Regions from separate parts of the Mus musculus genome. Here region 1 is linked to region 2. The links are chromatin contacts, called in public promoter capture Hi-C maps. All regions are on one chromosome and are shown on one strand. The core of a region is the stretch at or near the end of the contact, and the rest is flanking DNA. Distances in the headings are between cores, read along the strand shown. Region 1 overlaps Anxa6 (annexin A6). Region 2 holds the start of Slc36a1 (solute carrier family 36 (proton/amino acid symporter), member 1).

Evidence for each region. Promoter capture Hi-C pulls out the DNA fragments that hold promoters and counts their contacts.
Region 1: a contact with region 2 is called in a promoter capture Hi-C map of liver. The contact joins the enhancer-like site here to the promoter of Slc36a1 in region 2. A contact is called at or near these places in 6 of 39 promoter capture datasets (the C10 cell line, the HPC-7 cell line, the SN4741 cell line and 3 more), 1 of 484 Hi-C or Micro-C datasets (the N1E-115 cell line), 4 of 115 datasets of contacts at active chromatin or transcription factors (CD8 T cells, effector CD8 T cells, microglia and 1 more) and 1 of 9 other capture datasets (pancreatic islet).

What each region holds. Positions count from the first base shown.
Region 1 is chr11:55,014,650-55,017,965 of GRCm38.p6, forward strand. The region is part of intron 2 of Anxa6 (annexin A6); the gene reads right to left. Among named protein-coding and RNA genes, the nearest start is that of Gm19911, 3.7 kb to the right of the region's middle. Within about 2 kb of position 1,527, at least 82 of the 459 cell types and tissues checked have an H3K27ac peak or open chromatin away from gene starts, as enhancers often do. A contact at or near this core is called in the N1E-115 cell line, liver and pancreatic islet, where this site is marked.
Region 2 is chr11:55,202,325-55,205,825 of GRCm38.p6, forward strand. Slc36a1 (solute carrier family 36 (proton/amino acid symporter), member 1) reads left to right here and starts at 2,016. Exons shown (of 11, transcript NM_153139.4): 1 at 2,016-2,164.

The DNA.
Region 1 (3,316 bases), core at 277-2,776, 190 kb before region 2:
GGTCGTGAGCATCTGTACTCAGTGAGACATCTTGCTAGGCCGTCCATCTTGTTTTTGGTTTTTGGTGTTGTTTTGGTTTTTAGTGTTTTGAGTCAGGGTCTTTCTATATAGCCCTTGCTGTCTTGGAACTCACTATGCAGACCTAGCTTGTCTCAAACTCACAGAGATCCACCTGCCTCTGCTGAAATTAAAAGCATGCACTATCATACCTGGTTCACCTTACTCTTGGAGACAGGGTCTTTCTGTGGCCTGTTGCTCATCATAGGTAGCCTGGTTATTGAGTCCCAGGGATACACCTGCCTCTGCCTCCCCATCACCACTATTACAAGGATGTACCACCGTGTTCTTTTTATCTTGAGTGGGGGGCTGGGTTCTAGAGCTTAAACTAAGGCCATCACGTTTTACCTAGCAAACGTTACCGTCTAAGACATCTCCTCAGCACTTCTGCTTTTCAGAGCACTTTACCGTTTACAAAGCTTTTCATCTCCACTAATACGATTATATTAGCAACTGCAGGAGTGTTTAAGGTTAACTGTTCCTTGAGAAGGAACCCCACAGACCCCTAGCCCTGTTCCCTGTTCCCATCTTTCCTCAACTGGACCAACTTCACAGCTGCCAGCTACTCAGGGGGACCCAGAGCTGCTCTCAAGTCCAATGCCAAGATGAGCACTAGTCCTTGGGGGCCCAGTAAATTGAGCTGTGAACTGGCATCTGAGGACAAGCTGGCAGGGTCCTTACAGGCCAGGAGAGGAGGGCAGAGAGCCAGGAGACCTCAGACATCAGATCTAAAGCTGAATGCACAATGGGTTGCTTCACGGAGGAGTCAGATGCGGGGCAGCCATACAGTGTGGAGAAGAACCGGGTCTGAGAGACACACTGGGTGATTCCAATTCACAAGGGGCTGCCCCTGGGCAGGCACACAGCATGCAATCTGTGCCAGGCCCTAGGCCAAGGGCTGAAGATCCAGAAAAGAACAAAGACCTGCTTTAGTTGAACTCCTTGGCAGAGATAGTCTGGAAATAGGAAATACCTAAAGAGAGAGGTAAGTTACAGAGAAAACAGCTAAGCCCAACACCAGCTCCAAAAAAGAGATTAGAAAAGGCTCTGTAGATGGAGGAGCAGCTGGAGGCTGAGAAGCCCACAGATTGTGCCTTCAAGGAGTGAGGCACAGACAAGCAAAACAGGAGTCGCCTCATAGCCCGGTGTCTCCTGCTGTCTCCTACCACAGGACCCAGCCAGACATCTGTCTGCCCTCTGCTTTAGGTCCCAGAAGCTGGCTCTTCAGAGGTATGCATGCGTGGGTGCAGGGCTGCTATTTAAAGCTCGCACAGGGCAGGTGACCAGAAAGGGACACAGCCTTCTTCCCGCCATTCGTGAATCCCCTGCAACTTGATCTCAGCCCTGGTTAAGGAAAGAATATCAGGCCAGATAGCAGACCAAGCAAGCAAGGGATGGCGCATGCTGGCCCAACGTCCCGCCTACACTCCCTCTGTCCTCTTCAGTCCTTCCAAGGCCTGCCACATTTGCATTGGCACAGTGCCACCCTGGATAGTCTAATCCAGGGACCTGAGGTCCTGTGTCAGGCCTGGTGTGTTCATAGACTGACTAGAGGAGGTCCTCAAGTCCCTGCTATCAGAGAAAAGGCAGTGTCCTGCTAGAATTTTACCTCCTAACCACTTGGTGTTTCTTTCTGTATCCTGATCTAGCAATGTCAGAAAGTAATTGCCATCAGCTGCTAGGGTGGAGGAAAGGGAAGCAGAGGGGGCCAGAATGTCTGCTTTGCGAAGGGTCTTAAAGACTTTCTAGTCTAATCTTTCTCTTGGTCATTTTATTTTTTGTTTTGTTTTGATATAAGGGTTCACATAGCCGAGGCTGGTCTTGAATTCACTATGTAGCCCAGGCTGACCTTGAACTCCTGACGCACCTGACACTGCTACCTGAGTGATGGGATTACAGGCGTAATTGGGATTACAGACACCACATCTGGCCCTTTGATTTTTTTTGACTCCACAAGGACAGATGCTATAATGAGTAAGCTATGACGGCATAAGAGAAAGTGAATCCCCACACCCAGCTCAGGCTTAGCAATGGAGCCTGGAGAGAGCTTGCTAACTGTAACTGAGTTGAATGAAGATAGTCCCCTCTGTGGTGGAGAATGCTAAAGAGGGACGTAGGCAGGGGAGTGCACAGTTTGACTCCATAGCATGGATTCCTAGCACCATTGTTCAGCATTGGAGATACTAGGAGCAACACTGGAGTGCCCAGCTTTTAAATATCTTCCTGGGAACCAGGCCCTCTGGGCTCTGCCTGGGAAGCCAGCTGTTGCTATGACTCATGATGCTTTCTTTCCATTTGCCTGAGCCCACATGCCCATCATCTCCCTAGCTCCAAACTCCTTGCCACTGATCCTTGGGCTCACTTAGAGGGGAAGGCAATGTACACCACAATTTTGAAGCATCAAAACAAAGAGGACAAGTGACATGGGACTAGCTAGCATGTCAGAGGCCTGATTGGGAAGGCAATGGATGACTGTTTTTAGCAAACCAAGCTTTCTCCCTCCCTGACAGAAGCCAGGATGGTGTGGCAGGTCATAGGGAAGACGCCTAGGGCTGCTTCCTTTCCTTGAAGACTAAACCTGGAGTTATTATACTGCACTGTCTGCCTCCCCTGCTTTCAAAGACCTGCTTCTCTCTGTGCCAGGCTGACCCACTTTCAAGCTATAAATAAGGATTGGTACCGAGCCATACCTAGACCCCAAAGGCTCCTCATGCACAGATTTTTGTTTCTAGGGAAACTAGAGCCACCCACTTATCCATCTGTCATTCATTAGTTTACATACCCACCAATCCACCCATTTGTCCATTTATGCTGCCATCTATCCTTCCATCCATTTATCTGTCTGTTCTTTTGTCCACCAATCTGTCTATCTGCCATCCCATTTACCCACCAAGTTACCCATCTACCTATCCACACACCCATCTATCCACTCAACTACCCATCCATCCACCCATGCGTGCATGCATGCATCCATCCATTTCTCCCTGAGAATCTACTAAGTGTTGAGCCCAGGACCTGTAAAAAAAAAAATCAGTCTGGCAGTGAGCTGTACAATAGCACATGTAGCTCCGAGCCAGTCAGCTAAGGACAGCATAGGGGCCAGGGAAGAATCCCTGTGATGGCTGGGACTGCCTGTCTTGCTCAGTGATGTATTTCCAGCACAGGATCTATGACAGTGGTTCTTAACCTGTGGGTCACAACTCCTTTGGGGATTGAATGACCTTTTCACAGGGGTCACACATCAGATATCTTTCATGTC
Region 2 (3,501 bases), core at 766-3,265:
ATCCGCAAAGGAGAGCAGTGGCTGAGTATCTGGCATCTTAGGACCCATCACGTTTGAGGTGGGATATGGGTGGAGCTTAGGGGAAAGCAGAACTGACCTCCTTCTGTTAGATGCAGAAGGAGTTATCCAAAATTTCTCTCTAGCATGACCCCTTTAGGTGCCAGATCTTATGTGATTTGCAAACAACAAGGGAAGGGGGAGAATAGAGTAGGGCTTCCAACTGAACTTTCAAAATGGGTAACCCAAAGGGAACTCAGAAGGCTGCGCAGCAGGAAGTGATGGAGACAGACCTGGGATGTGGGTGGGAAGGAGGTTACTCTGCCACACTGCAAGCCTTGCTGGGCTAATACTCAGTACACCAAGGCAGTCCTCTGTAGTAGGGCTCTCAGCAGGAGAATCCAAATCTCCCTAGGTCTTGCCGGATGCCACTCATGGATGGGGATCTTGACCCAGCAAGTGTAGAGTGGGACTCTAGAAGTTGTATCATTTCTTGTTCATGTGTGTATATGTATGTGTATGCATCTGTGTATGTGTGGTGTATGGTTTATATGCTTGTGTATGTATGTATGTATGTATGTATGTATGTATGTATGTAGTATATGTAATATGTGTATGTGTGTATGTGTGTGTCGTGTATGAAGTATGTGTATGTGTGAAGTTGTCTTTGCATCTCTGTGTGTGTGGTATATGGAGTATATGCATGTGTGGTATGTACTGTTTATATCTCTGTGTGTATGGAGTACATGTATGTATGTGTGAGGTGTATGGAACATATGCATATGTGTATGTATGTATGTATGTATGTATGTATGTGTGAGGTGTATGAAGTATATGTGTGTGTATGGAGTATATGTATGTGTGTGTGGTATATGGAGTGTGTATGTGTGTGTGGTGTATGAAGTATGTGTATGTGTGAAGTTGTCTTTGCATCTCTGTGTGTGTGGTATATGGAGTATATGTATGTATGTGTGGTATATGTTTGTATGAGTATATGTGTATATGTGTCTGTGATGTATGGAGTATATGTTGTTTGTGTGTGTGTATGTGTGTGTGTGGTGTATGGAACATATGTGCATGTACGTATGTGTGTGGTGTACGAAATATATGTGTGTACATGGAGTATATGTACGTGTGTGGTGTATGGAGTATATGTATGTATATGGTGTATGGAGTATATGTCTGTGTGTATGTGGTGTATGGAGTATATGTATGTGTGTGTTTGTGGTGTATGGAGTATATTTATGTGTGTGGTGTATGGAGTGTGTGTGTGTGTGTATGTGTATGTGTGTAGCATATGGAGTATGTGTGTGTGTGTGTGGAGTGGGGCATCGGGGAGTCAGATGGTGACATTGTCTGCTTGAGTTGTTCCCTCAACTTTTTTTCCCCACAGGTTCTCTCACTGAACCTGAGCCCACTGTTTTGGCTAGATCAGTTAGTCTGCTGAAGAGACCAAGGGATCCTTCTGCTCTGGCCCCAAGCTCTGGTGTTACTGGCACACATTGTCTTGCCTGGCTCTTTATATGTACTGGGAATCTTAACTCAGGTTCTTATTGTATCCAGTAAACCATTTTCCCAGTAGCCCCTTTTAAATTTTTTTGAAGCAAGGTATCTTTAAATCACCCAGGGTATCCTTGAACTCACTCTATAACCCAAACAGGCCTTGAACTATTTTTCTTCTCTGCTCTGGTATTGCAGTCTTGTACCATCAGGCTTAGCTGCACGATTTATTTTTTAAAAGGTGCAAACTTGTGATTATAAACCAGTAAATGCACGTTAATATATGCTGAACAAATAAATTTTAGCAAGGCTAAAAATTACGGATATTTTGCATGCCGACTTCCCTGGAGACTGCCTCAAAATCTAGGTCGTCTGCCTTAGCTCTGTGGTGGTCTCAGAAGCACTGCCCTTTCTGAAGCAGCGGCTGACGGCCGCCAGGTGGCGCTGCAGAACAAGGGTCCGGGAGGAGGAGCACGGAATGGAGCGGCACGTGACCTGGGCTAGGGAGCCAGCATCACGTGACAGGGCCCGGAAGCGGCTGTCCAGGAGGCTAGAAAACCATGGCTAGGGGTCGGCGCTGAGGCTACGCGAGGTGGGCTGAGCAGGAGCGGGAGCCAGAGCCGGAGCCGGAGCCGGAGCGGGAGCCCGGGCCGGGCAGGGCCGACCGGTGAGTAGTGCGTGCCCTGCGCTGCAGTCGGGAGTCACCTCCTGCTGTAGCACCTCCCGCCAAACGGATGCTGCTGCTCAGGGACAGGTCACCCGTGGGGTGGGGTCTCCCATGCACCTTTGACAGGTGTTCAGTCATAGTTCCCAGGTGACATCGGCAGTCACTGACGGCTAGCTCGGACCAACCCTTCGTTTGCAGATGTGGCTGTTCGAGCTATGCCCTTGCCTTGGGTCACAGGGTACCAGACCGCAACTCCTTTCCTCCGAGAGTAGGGGAAACTGAGGTCCAGGGCTGTGTGTGGGCTTCCGAGGTATCCCTGCAGCAGGGTGTCAGCTTCTGCAACTGTTTGTTTTCTGCCACGTTGCCATCTGCGGGGAAACTCGCCCTGTGAAAAGGCACTTGTCCCTTCCGCTGTGGGTCGCGCGTCCTTGTTTAGCTCCGCTGTGTCTGGGCTCTCCACGCCAGGCTTGAGTTCTGGGTGTGGTTCTGTTCACTGATGGCTTTTTCCTTTCCTTTCCTTTCCTTTCCTTTCCTTTCCTTTCCTTTCCTTTCCTTTCCTTTCCTTTCCTTTCCTTCTTTTTTCCTCTCTCTCTCTCTCTCTCTCTCTCTCTTTCCTCATCACTCAGCAGGCTTCGTTTCTAACCGTTCTGCAGTTTTGTGGAAGTCACTTAGAAATATGAAATAGGACCTGGGATAGACTGGAGGGACCAAGAGAGCTCTAGGGCATGAAAAGCACAGATGTTAACTTGAAGACCGCTTGCTTTTTGTTTTGTTTTCTGAAATTTGACAGATTCAGGTAGCGACTGCTTATATGGATGGAATTAGGGGGTGGGGGCTTGTTGAGTCAGGATAGCAACATAGTGTCCTGGAAGGAATTGACTTTGGGGAATCTGCAGAGCGTGTTTTAGCTTTTGCCTCTTGCTTGATGCCTTAGGTGACTTTGAATCCTCCCTCACCCGGGTTTACATTTTCAGTGTATGAATGATGGTAGGGTCCTTTTGTTATGAAACTCATATTTTTCCTGTTTGATTTTGTTAGGAGAGATTTACCCCCTCCTTGTAATCTGTAGGCAGTAGCCTACAACAAGAGTAGATCTTGTTCTAAAAGAATTTTACCTGTTTCTAATTGTCTTGAATCTGCCCCCCCCCCATTTATGGCTCAACTAGACATTCATAATTTTAGTTGTCTTTCTCATGACCAAGATCTCTTTTGCCTCTAGTTTGCATCCTAATTTATAGTAACTAACAGGTACATTAGTGCATAGGGTTTTTTTTTGGATGGAACCCAGGGGTTCCAAACACTCTGGAAGTAGACTGCATCTACGGCCGGGCTTCTTA